Linked DNA regions of Mustela erminea: region 1 is linked to region 2. A link is a contact called in public Hi-C data. All regions are on one chromosome and are shown on one strand. Each heading gives the region's core, a stretch centred on a gene start, on an enhancer-like site or on the middle of the called end of the contact. The rest is flanking DNA. Distances are from core to core; before and after follow the strand shown. Region 1 holds the start of SEC23IP (SEC23-interacting protein). Region 2 holds the start of TIAL1 (nucleolysin TIAR).

Region 1 (6,850 bases), core at 1,661-4,160, 250 kb before region 2:
TCTGTCAAATAAATAAATAAAATCTTAAAAAAAAAAAAAAAAAGAAGGATCATGCCAATGAATTTCACAACTCTGGTGATCACTTGAATAAATATAGTTAAGTATTTATTTTGTAAATATACATAGATCACACCTATTTGTCTAAGGATGTTTTCAAGAAGGGAAATGAAATTTGTATCTACAATTTTTATATCTCATTTTTTCCTGGTAAAAAAATAATTCGAATATTATTCTACTACCAAATTACACATAATTTTATTTCTACAGTAATAAGAAACTTAAGTGCAGATATGACTGTGTTGACAAGAAGGGTGTGTTTCAGGACTCCTACCTACTACAAAGCACTCATTGTACAAATGAACATGTGGTATTTGTATTCCCAAGGCAAAGTAGGTCAACCATTTATTGCCATCCCTAAAATCACACAGTATCACATCCAGATAACTAGCCTTTAGAGAATGTCAAATCGTGAGAAAAGTCATTTTCTAACCAAAGGAAGTTCTCTTCACTTGCCTTTGCCAAAAATGATTTTCACTGCAGGTATTGTCAACCCCAAATTATCTTCTCTTCTGCCACCAAGCTGTAAAATAAAAGCCTGTTCCCTGGGACGCCTGGAGGGCTCAGTCAGCAAAGTGTCGCCTTCAGCTCAGGTCATGATCCAGGGGTCCTGGGATCCAGTCCCTCACTGGGCTCCCTGCTTCTTCCTCTCCCTCTGCCTGCTGCTCCCCCTGCTTGTGGGCGTGTGTGTGCATGTATGTGTCTGTGTGTGTGCGCACACACACTCTCTCTCCTCTCTCTCTCTCTGACAAATAAATAAAACCTTAAAAAGAAAAAGAAAAAAGCATGTTTCCTCTACACAACCTAAAAAGTCCAGCCTCCTCTTCCTTACTAAGCTTTTATACGCCCTTACCTTAGCTTGTAGAGACTTTCCTCTCCCTCATCTTTCCTCCTCCAGTCACATTCCCTCTTATCTCCTGCTGCTGGAGGCACGGAGCCCAACACAGGACCCACACCCAGCACACAGCACACTGTGATCCTTGCTCCCGAGTGGCCTTTCAAGCTCCAGGATCCTTCTCGACCTCTGCTGAAGGAGGACACTTGGCTCACAGAGATTCTGGCTTGAGCTTCTAGGTTGCTCCCATTATATTTCTCACACATCAATTTAACTAAGATACTCCACTATTTAAAATACTCCTCTCAGTTGTTTCTTTGTAACTAAAAATAAAATACCACCTCCTGCACAAAGCCCTTTGTCTGCTGGTTCTATTCTCATTTTCAGATATATTTCCAGCTCCCACTCTCTCTTTTCAACTCTCTGGACCTCACTTGTCTGTATTTCTCAGTTTATCTCTCAACAACTAAAAACATGGAGTGGCGAAAACCTCTGTAGTATCCTTCTTCCTTTAAGACAAATTGGGATCAACCTGATCTAAGGAACTTTTTTCTGATTAGCATCCATTGTAAATGAAATGCTGATCTCAATGTGCTGCCAGCTCACCTCAGGGGCACTTTCTAATTACACGTGGACACATTTGGTAAAGACACCCACAACTTTAATGGGCACTTTTTCACTTGTGACACTCCCAACTCTGTCTCAAACCGATACTGTTCTCAGGTGTTCCAGAACCTATTACCCAACTGCTTCCTCGACACTTCTGGCAGCTCAACCACATACACCTCGAACTTAGTAAGCCTAGAAATGAATTTGTCACCTTAACCGTCTCCCTTCTTGCGCTTTTACTCCACTCTACATCTCAACAGATGTTTGTCAACAACCAGACACTAAAATCAAAACATCTCCTAGACTCCTCCCCTCCCATCATTTCTCAATTCCTTCATTTAATCATTCAGATACTCATTCAAGAAACATCTACACAGTATCCGGAGGCAGATACGTTGATTTCACAAACACTTACATAACGCTAGGTGCCAGACACTACACTCGGCACCTTACAAAAATCAATTCACTTCTCCTGACAGCTTTAGGAGGCTGTACAGATAAGGAAAGTGAAGCACAGAGAGGTAAAGTAACATGCCTGAGGTCACACAGCAAGTTACCGGCAGAGCCTGGGATGGACAACAGTCTGTGCTCCCAAATACCATACTCTGTGTGATGCCACACAATCATTAAACAGCAATACCCCTAGACAATAATAAAGAAGTGAAAGAGTTAGGGTGAACATAGGAATGGGGGACAAGAAGGAGGAAAAGCTCCTCAGACAACGGGAAGCACTGTCTTGAAAGATGAGTACTGCATTCTGCACCTCTACTTTGCAAATATTACAAGTCTATCCCAGGAAAGGGAAGCTGTCCATCCAGGACATTCCCTACTGCATCCTAGTTGAGAAGCACTAACTTCTCTGCATTCCCTAGCACACCAGTAGGTGTTCAACAAAAATCTGGGTAATGTCAGTGCCAGCGTGGAGCGGCCAGCCTTCGGGACAGAGGGCTCCTTGGACGAAGAGCAAGCCTCCTGATCTAGCCCCCGCTTGGGGTATCTCAAAGCCCCCGAGCCACTCAAACCTGGTCGCTTTTGGCCCTGGAAAGCTACCCGGAGTCGGGTACACACGAAGCAAAACCTCCCACCCGGCCCTCGTCGCCCCACGCCCCCCGCCCGCCTCCCCACACACACTCGTCCCACCGGATTCCCCTCTCCCTACTACCTCCGGGCAGGAGCAAGGAGGCCGAGGCAGCGGCGGCTTGGGTGACTGGGATGAAGGGCACGTTGAAGCTGAATTCCGTGGCCGAGGAGGAAAAAAGTAAGTTAGTGCCCGATGAGGAGGTGCTGGCGGGACCGCCGCCTCCGTTAGGTTTCCTCTCGGCCATGGCTGCCGCCCACCGTCCGTTACACGTCTCCTGGAAGCCGGTGTACTACCACCGGCCGGAAACCGGTCACACTCGGGGCCAACACACTTCCGCACTTGCGCACAAGGCCCGGAACTCCGGGACGCTGATCAGCCTCCTTCCCTTCCTCTGGAAAGCGCCGCCAGAAAGCAACATGGCGGCGCTAGCTTCAAACCCGAGTCCTAGCACGTAATACTCCCCGGTACTGCCGGGGCTGAGGCTGGGGCTGGAGCGTGGGAGTAGCGGCGCTGCTAGTTCTGAATTTAGGCGCGAGCTGATGCTGAGGGTCACGGGTTGCGGGGGGCACTCTGGGCTTCCTAAAAGTACGGTCGGGCGAGTGGAACTGGTAAAGATTTCGAAGGAACGGCAGAAGGCTGCAGGAGCAGACAGCGGAGTGCTACCCGCATTGGGAGGGAAGAAGGGGGGTGTGAGCCATTTGTAGCCAAAGCCGAGCCCAGTTCACCCACGCTCATACTCACATCCAGCCCGCCCACATGTCTTTCTGGACTGAACTGAACTCTTTCTGTTGGCCCAGAAATAGAAATGGCAAAAACTTTGGAAGTTTTTAAGCCGTGTTTAAAAGAGGATCCAGAGAATTGAAATTTAGAGGTGCTACTTTTTTAAAATAGCTTTCTATATCTGTCTGCAGTAATCAGATTAGCTGAATCCCAAAATGCACTGGGGGTGATTTGATGTAATTGTCATCTTTCATGTATTTGGAGATTATGAAACAAAAAGTAACAGAAAAGTAGCTTTTTGAAGAGTGGGAGAGGAAGACAGACCCCGAAAGAGGCTTCGAAATAATGAAACTCCTCCCCACAGCTGTTCACATGCCTGTATAGAACCTATTTAGTTAATTCAGTAACTATTTAGTGTGCTTACTGTCAGAGATAAACAAAGCCAGACACTGGCTAAAGCAGTAAGAATAGATTTTACTCAGTAACAGCAATTACAACAGGAAAGAGGGTACATCGTGAATTGAACTGAACTTCCCCCAAAATAAAAGACTGGAGACTTTTTAAAGTCTGGGTGCTACTGGGAAAGCCTTGAGAGGTGCCAAGGGGTGTTGGTCCATGGGACTGGGCCACTTGGGCTTGTTAATTGGCGTGTACCTGGAGGAGAAACAAACTTCTCATCTCTTTATGACAGCCAGTTACACAAGTTAAGGCAATACACCACCAGGCAGGGAGGAGATGGGCCTTGAGAAGACAGTTCTGTGTGGCTGATTTGCATCTCAAAATTATAAGGAATTGATAATTGCAAGTTTTCTAAAATAACTATGCTGAAAGGGAGCTCAGGGGCCTATATGCCTATCACCAAGTTTGGGCTGGAACAAACAGTAAAATACCCTAGCAGTGTTGGGCTTTCTCAGGGCAGGCATTTTAAGGAGGATTGGGGTCAGTCTAGGGACATGACCTTAAACTGCTAGAAGGTTGCTAAATTTGGTCAAGGAGAGTATCTTTGTCATTCCTATGGGGTAGGAAAGAGTATACTAAACATTGAGAGTACAGTGGTGTATAAGATAGATACAAGACCCTCCCTTCTTAGACCGTATACTTTGGCTGGGAGACAGAAAACTAAACACACACTGACAGTAAACTATAGTGTGATGAAAGTTGTAATATAGAAATTCCCAGTGTGTCATGTGGGATATGGATACCATCAGGGGAGGGAGGCCTAACCCTTCTGTGGAGAAAGATAGCAAATATTTAGACCAATCAGACCATCAATAAGGACCTGCATAGTGTTGAGTGACAAGAAAACCTTCTTTGAAGAAAAATTAAAGTCAGAATCTGGAAGACAATGAGGAGAAGCTAACTGGAAAATTTGGTGGGGAGGTTTCGGAGGACGTGGTAAGAGGTCATTTCAGTAAAGTCGCAGTAGGTAGGGGTACCCTGAGACACCATGTTTGGGTGTGAAGAGACACACGTGTTAGAGTCTGGCTGGAGCCCAATGACCAACTGGGAGAAAGTGGGGCGATGAGAATGAAAAATTCGGCGAGGCCAGATGATGCGGGGTCTTACAAGTTAAGAGCAAAAGGGAATTGAAAAAGGGTTGAAAGGAGGGCGGGGAGATAACATTTGCTCTGCGGAGGGTCCGCTCTGACTCGTGGGCAGCAACATAGAGGAGGAAGGAGCAAACTGCGAGTAGGAAGAGCAGCAAGCAAGCTGCGCCACTGGCCCAGGCAAGCAGTGGCGGAGGCTCAGATTAGACCGCGGCAGCAGGAAGAACAGAAATAGGAGTTACTTCTGGGGAAAGACGTCAGATTGAACCGAAGTGTCATTTTCTTCCTCCCGAAGGCCTACTGAAAACACAAATAGGTGGGGGCTCCTGGATGGCTCGGTCTGTTAAACCTCTGCCTTCAACTCGGGTCATGACGTTGGGGTCCCGGAATCAAACTCCTCCGCTTTGGGCTCCCTGCTCAGTGGGGTGTCTGCTTCTCCCTCTGCCCCTCCCCACTGCTTGTGCTAGCTCTCTTGTGCTCTCCCGCTCTCTCAAATATATAAATAAAATCTCCCGCCCCCCAAAAAACGCTATTAGGTGTGTTTGTTTTTTAAACCCATAAGGATGACGAGGATGGGAGAGGATTTGACAGCAACAAGATTTTGCGCACGCGCGCACACACACACGAAATGGACCTGTAGTAGGTGATTTAGCAAACCAGTAATGGGAAAAGCGCAGGGGCAACTTTATTTGCATCATAAAATCATTTTAAAGCTCAGGTCCTGATAACCTCAGGCACCTCAGGAAGGAGCAGAGAAGCTAGAGAGAGGTCCTGTAATTAGGTAGATTGATTAAAACTGTTGGAGAAGTTAGGCCCCTTCCTCCTATTCCGAGTAACTGGACCACTAACCATCCCCCTTCTAGAAAAAAGACTATAACTTTTCCCTTCTGGAGTGGGCAACAGAAGGAACACTAAGCAAATATGTGCTCACTGAATAATCAAATAATCTTTCCCACAACCCCAGCCCAGTTTCTCTACTCAGCTCTAAGAACACTGGCTGACAGGTCTTCAACCTCTAGGCAGAAGATTAGAAGAATCCTCTTTGGGGCATGGGAAGGAGAGATGTAGAGATGCTGAAGTCAGTGTTCCCAAGGAAGACAGTCCAGCCAGATCACCTCATAATTAAGCTCACAGTCAACAAGCCTATTTATATGCTCTGGGCTCCCAATCACTTTGTTAGTCGCCATGATGTGGGACACAAAAGCAGAGGAAATGCAGATAAAAATTAAATCTCCTTGTCACACCACTGACAAGTACTTGAGATAGGTTGATTATAACTTTTCTCCAGGATCCTGAGTCTTCTTAAAATATGAAAGTCCTTTTAGAACTTTCCTTTATCATTACTTCTTCCAACCCCAAGGTGTATAATCAGTTGCTCCTCACAATCCCAGGGAAGCAGAGGGTAGCAGGCAGCAACTCTTTCTGCCCATGGGTCCTGTCCCTAGGCTTTAATAAAACCACCATTTTGCACCAGAGACACCTCAAGAATTCTTTCTTGGCCATCAGCTCTGGATCCCACCAACAAGATTTAAAAAGATGACATCACCCACACTTTATTTTTTCATTTTTATTTTTGCTAAGTATGCCCTACAGCCACACATTGGGTGGCCACACTCACAACCCCAAGATCAAGAGCTGCATGCTCTACCTACTGAGCCAGTCACCCCAAATCCCCACACTTTAAATACGACCACATGTTGAGAAGAGCCTTTAACGTGAAAGAGATCGAAGCAAGATGCACACAAAAAAGGAAGAAGAAATAGCAATGTAGAAGGAACAACCCACCCAAGAAGAAAAAGACTTACAAAATCTATCAATAATATCCTCAGGGATGTAAGAAGGTCTGTAACCAAGAAACAAGACCAGGGTGTTATTTTAAAAAGAAATGTTCAGGGAACAAACAAGCAAATCAGTAGAAGGAAGATAAATAATAAGGAAATTTCCCAAAAAAACGAAGTAAAAAGACAAACAGATGGGAGCTAAAAAAGAAACATAAGAAAA
Region 2 (6,276 bases), core at 201-2,700:
CAAAAACATACCACAGGGGGCACCTGGGTGGCTCAGTGGGTTAAAGCCTCTGCCTTCGGCTCAGGTCACGATCCCAGTGTCCTAGAATCGAGCCCCACATCGGGCTCTCTGCTCAGCAGGGAGCCTGCTTTCCCCCTCTCTCTGCCTGCCTCTCTGCCTACTTGTGACCTCTCTCTCTGTGTCAAATAAATTAAATCTTTAAAAAAACAAAAAAACATTCTACAGGCCTACAGCAGTTTGAAAATGGCTCCCTCCTCTCAAGCAAGACTTCATCTCCCGTCTACATGATGGGTATCTGCAAACACAACCTTAAGTCTGTGCACGTCTCTGCCCAAAGATTTTTTTTTTTTCCACTCCAAAAATTAAGTAAGGGGGTTGAGGGCATTATCACTGCACCTTACACGGACTCGATGAGTCATTTTAACGGATAAGTAGAGCGCTCTACTTACCACCTTATCCGACGAGATGACGGATGGGGGAACCTTTGAAACTTATAAAGCAATCTACGAACAGCCTGCCTAGGCCAGGAATACCTATTGCGGGAAAACACGCCCCAAAGACACGGCCGGACCTTAGGAAGCCCGAGGGGACCCAGAGAGCGCAGTTCCCAGCTCAGCCCCGACCCGACGTCCACCACAGCCCCTCCAGCACGTCGCGCGGGTCGGCGGTTGATGACCACGGGTCGGCTGTTTTGATGAACAGAGGACGGCTAGAAAGGCCGGCAGGCTCGGACACCACGCGGAGCCAAAGCACGAATCCAGACGCAGTTAAAGAAACCGCTCTCAGGCTGGACGAAGGCGGAGCCGTAGCACAAGCTGCGCCCACTGAAGAGCCCTAAAATGCTCGTAGCAGGGCTAGGACAGCCCCCAGCGCGAGGCACTCTGGGATTTGTAGTTTACTTCCCCGCAAGCGTTTTTTTTCCCATTCCCGTCTCCCCGCCTTAACGTCGCTTTTATTGTCTCCCTCTTCTTCTAGCACGCCGACTTCCTGGTCGCCGCACGTCCTCACGTATGACTACACTACCCAGAAGTCTCTTCTTCGCGACCCAGCGCGCCGCGGGCACCGGCCTTCTCCTCTGGACTACAGTTCCCAGAAATCCTCTGGAGAAGTGTTTCCCTCTCTCATTTCCAGGACCACAATTCCCAGAACCTTCAGCTGCACGGCGGTTCCCTTTTCACTCGATCTCTTCTTGAGCTGGCTGGGCTTCAGCCGGCCAGCAGGCACTCAGCGAAGACGTGATTCGTCGGGACTGGGCACAGGGTTTCCTTAGCGGCCTGTTTTTCCCCCCACTCAGTTATTCCCTTTACAGGCCGTCGCGGCTGGCCTGAGCGGTGACCTGGCGGGCCGCGCCTGCGCTCTGCCCCGTTTCCTGCCTGGCTGGTGGCGGTGGCCATTTTGTTCATCCTCCTCCTCCTCCTGCTCCTCCTGGTTGGAGCGCAGTGTCCGGAGCGGGCTGGGGGGAGAGAGCCCGAGAGCAGGGTTCGGTGGCTTTTCCTCTGTCCCCAGCCAGTGCCCGGAGCCCCCCTCCCCTTCCTCCCCACCCCCTCCCCTCCCCAGCCCTGCCCTCCCCCTTGTCCCGGGATCGCTCCGTCGCACCCACCATGATGGAAGACGACGGGCAGCCCCGGACTCTGTGAGTACCCGAGACGGGGGTTGCCAGGCGCCGAGAGGCCCGGGCACCGCGGGACGCTGAGGGAGGGAGCAGGAGAGTGGGGCCGAAGCTGGGACTTACGGCGGCTCCCTGGCCGGGGTGGCGCGGACGCGAAGTGCATTCCTCTTCTGTCCCCTTTTCCTTGGGAAGGAAGCCCTCCCTTCCCCCAGTCACTTCCTGGGGTCTGGGGTTGGTTTCGACCTCTTCCTCTCGCGCCCTTCTTTGCACACCTCTCCTAGGCCGGGTTTCTGCACGGCTGTGGCTGTCAGGCCCGGGAGAGCTCCTGCTCCCCCTCTGCTGTGGGGGCCCTGGACTGGGCCGGGAGCTGCCGGTCCCCACGGGGGCAGGGCCTGGGTGGGGGTGGGACCGGGGGTGGGACCGCAGCCTCGTGCCCCGCGGGCCCCGAGGAATTAGCGCTCTCGCCCTGCACGTCCCCCAGCTCCATCGCTCCCGGCTCTTCTCCCAAGCTAAGCTCTCCGAGGAAACTGGACACTCTGACTCCACTCAACCCCCTTCTCTCTTTCTGCCCCACGTGCCCCCGCCCACGCTGTCAGAGATACTCGCCAAGCGCCCGCTACTTTTGAAGTGCAAAAGGGATGCCTCTTGCCGCGGGAGCATCTTTCCCTTCTTGGAAGTTTACTTTGAGCACTACCTACGCTAAACTGACAACCAGTTGTTAAACTGCTTTTGCTCTTTTGGTGTTACCTCCTCCTAATCTGTGTGCGCTTTGAGACCTTCAGAATTGGATCAAGTGATGTCTAGCCACTATTCGATGTGTGTCTTCTGAGCGCCTTTTCTTTTATCTTGCTGTTTTTTTGTTTTGTTTTGTTTTTACCTGAAGCCTGATCTAATGAATGAATTTCATCTTCCAACCGCTTATTCGAGTTTTCCTTTCTTTTCTAATGAAGAGTGATGACTCAGCATTTGCATTCCTTTCCGGATAGTGTGGCACTCCTTTCTTTTTCCTGCATTTAAAAAAAAAAAATCGGAGTAATTGCTAATCAAATGTTGGCTACCTTCGGTTTTCCTAGCCTCTGGAAGCTCAGCGCACCTACCTCCAGTACCAGGAGTCAGATCACTGCTTTGTTTTCTCTTGCCTCTGCCTGATATTGATATGATCATAGTCCACTTGGCTCTGCTCTCTGTTGGGGAAATTACTTTGGGGGAATAGATGAAGGTGGGTGGATACTCAGGAAGTTTGACTAGGTTCTCATCTCTTCTGCCAAAGAAAGTCCATTGGGTAAAGAAGATAGATACCTATTTACAATGGTTTGGCTTTTTTGTTTCATTTGGGGGGGGGTTGGGGTGGGCTTGCACTCTTTTATTCCTATTTTTCTGAACTAAAGTAATTGCCATCCTGTTTTGAGAATTTGAGGCGAATTTAAGCACATAAAATGCTTCAGTGAAAAGTCTGTTCCGGAGAACATTTATGTTTTTATTTTGTGCTGTCTCCCATTGCTTACTTTTTTCCCCAGAAAAGAGAGAATTGGGATAATTTGAAATTTGCCCTTTAAGATCTGTTGAAGCCAAGGCTGGGTAGTTAGCCACATGTGCTTTGATGAAAGCATCTGGGAAAGTTGAATTTAGTGCTAGCTAGTGTATATTAAACAAAAGTTACATTGTATCGAAACACCTGAAATGTCATCATTGCATCATAATAGCTACTGAATAATTGGTAAATTCTCATGGTACCTTTCTCATTAACTGTATCTGTCTGTTCCTTAAGAAGAGAAATTCCTGGTTTTGTCGGGCTGAATAATATGCCATTTCACTACCTTTAATTCCTATAACTATCTTTGCATTTGCTTTATCTTCATCTCCATCAGATCTTGGACCCTTCTTAAGTAGACTAATGAGCTAACTTTGTTGCTTATTTCTTAACCTCTCCTTTCTCCAATCTCCTGTTCTTTCTCTGAAACACACTTGAGTCGTCTATGTTTACAGTTGTCTAAGATTATGTGACGTGCATACATGTGAGTAAAGAAACATCTTGAGCTTAGTTGTACCTGTATGTCAGTACATTTTTACTATTCTGTCTTCCTTTTTCCTTCTCCCACTCTTCTCTATGGGAAGGGTTTTTTTTTAGACAAGGACTGCTACATCTTCCTAGGTCTTAACCCTGCAGCACTTAGTTCACTGCCTGGAACACAAGAGGTACTCAAATATTTTACAATGATTATACTTCTTTTCATTGAATTAATATTAAGTTTGGTTTTTTTTTTTTAAAGTCCTGATTAATGTAAAATTATGAACTGACATGACCGTGTCATACATGGTGTGGTCTGTTGATTTGTATATATATTTTTTAAAACCTTCAAATGTGGAATTTTGAGATAAAAGCAAATGTTTCAGAATTGGGATTTCTTGGTCAGATTTTAATAAAAATAATGCACAGTATAGTTTTTTCTAAGCTTTCATTTTACCTAATTCCCCTCAAAGGGTTCTCTTAGGTGTAAGTAACATAACAAAAACTTTGAACGTGAACTTTAGAGGTTGACATCTAATAGGGTTTTATTTTGTTGGTTTATGGAGATCCTTTTATTTTACATTGTGATCTGTGGGTTAGGTTTTCACGTGGCCAGTATATTTTAAAAGAATGTACTCTTAACAAAGCTTATCTTAAACTGTTTCCTTAAAATGCCTGTGTGTTACTAGTGAGGTTTTTTTCCTGCAGACACACACAAGCTAAGACATATGGTTCTATCATCAGAAAACAATATGGTGTTTATAGCCTAGGTAGGTCTTTAAATATTCATTACCTACAGTATTACTAATTTATTTGATGGTATTTAAAGTGGTATAGAATTGCTTTGATGTTGAGCCTAAAGTTTATTTATCCTTTAAAGGTCTGTTTTCTGATGTTTTCTGTTCTTATTTGACATTTATTTTGGGGTAATATGTATTTCATAACTTGTGATCTAAAAAAACAAACGAGATCATGCTGTGTAATCTGGTGTTGGAAATAAACTGCCTGACACCGACCTTGTGGGACCCACATTTCGGACTTGTGGGTAGCTTTTCAGTGCACAGATTTGATGCATGGTATATCTGAATCTATAACACAACATTAAATTACAGTGGTGTTCTATTGTAGTTTAATTAACTTCATTTATCTCATGCCTCAAAATGAGTAGGAATTGTGGATCTGGGATTACACCATGGTATGCAGTGCCATCCTTTAAGGCTGTTCTTTCTTTCTGATAGAGGCTGTCAAAAGGAAGAAATAAAGCAGTGATTTAGAATATAATCTGAACATCTGAGGGCAGTAACAGAAGAAACTATTAGATCCTGTTATAAAATTGATGAGCTATATGATGGATTTTGCTGTATTATGGCTGTAATTAAGCACCTCGGCCAACTTAATCATATTCTGTTTCTTTAAAATGTGTGTGTCTATATCCCTTATGTAGGTGGTCAGTTCACTTGTACTCACCCTGTATCTTTCCTCTACCTTGCCTCCTTCCTAAAATGAAATACTGACAAATTGATCAGTTCATTAGAGGCCCATTGAAGGATATTGTTACAAAATCTCTTCTAACATAGGAGCTTGTCAAGAACAAAAGTAAAAATGTTACTTTCATGGAAATTTAGCTATAGTGTCTTGTGTAAAAGTGCATGAATTAATTTCAACCTTGATAGGGCTACTCTTTTCAGAGTGAGAGCACATTCAGTGTTGAAAAAGCTTGGTTAGCCTTCTGAAAGGCATGATGTTCTTAACTTAAAATTCTGCCCAGTTGGACATAGGAAGTAGTTTGGCAATGTGAACTTTTGCCTACTGTGAAACTGCCAAGTTTCTAGTCTCAAATTGGATTTTAACCCTTACGTTAGGGATAAAAGCACGATTTCCCATTTTTAATGCTTTAGTTCCTACAGTTCCTGTTCATAGAAGACAAAATAGACCTAAGGTATGCCTTTTTTTTTTCCTCGAGTAAAAAATTGTTTTAGAATTTAAGTGTTTACTCTTTGAATTCATCTTTTAATATAAGAATTTGAGCCATTTGTCTTTTTCTATTATTTTGTATGTTCTTCAAGTACAAATTTTATGCTTAAATACTTGGAATTTTAGAATATATTGACTGCTTCACAAGAGAAAGAGTGAAGTGTGGAAACTATAATTTAGAAAGAGAAAATAAACTTCAGTGTACTGCCAAGAGATGATATTCTTTCCAGGTCAGGTGTTGAACGTCTGCCTTAAATATTTTTGTTAGTATTTATTTGGGGACATAATTTTATGGTAATGTAAGGTACTTAAGCAGTGTCAAACAGTATTTTAAAAGCTATAAGGAGTTTCTCTGTTGAATATTATGAAGGATGAAGGTATATGCAAATGAATGAATTACAGAACTTGAGTAAAGGAAAAGGCAGTCAGATTTGGGTAAAATTTAGGTGAAATTATATGGTGAATTACATCCCTTTCAGTCTGGTAAATTAAGATGTTCTGCGTGTTGTTATGGAAGACCTTTTTTATATTAGTTTTGGAATTTAGTTTGCTGCTTCCCCACTGAACTTTTAGAGGAGATACTTAAAAAATAGGAAACCTTAACCTGGATTTTTGTATTTCATGACATTCTAAACTTAGATTATCATTTTGCTCTTTGGCATCGGTGCTTGAAGTGTAAATTACT

What was found. Hi-C and Micro-C count contacts between places; a contact is called where the count stands out from the background.
Region 1: a Hi-C map of skeletal muscle shows a contact between it and region 2, with 9 times the contacts expected there. The contact joins the promoter of SEC23IP here to the promoter of TIAL1 in region 2. A contact is called at or near these places in 2 of 3 Hi-C or Micro-C datasets (skeletal muscle and spleen).

What each region holds. Positions count from the first base shown.
Region 1 is chr14:81,018,565-81,025,414 of mMusErm1.Pri, reverse strand. It overlaps SEC23IP (SEC23-interacting protein), which reads right to left and starts at 2,910. Exons shown (of 20, transcript XM_032312556.1): 1 at 2,664-2,910. The coding sequence starts at 2,826.
Region 2 is chr14:80,771,057-80,777,332 of mMusErm1.Pri, reverse strand. TIAL1 (nucleolysin TIAR) reads left to right here and starts at 1,450. Exons shown (of 13, transcript XM_032312313.1): 1 at 1,450-1,633; 2 at 4,326-4,387.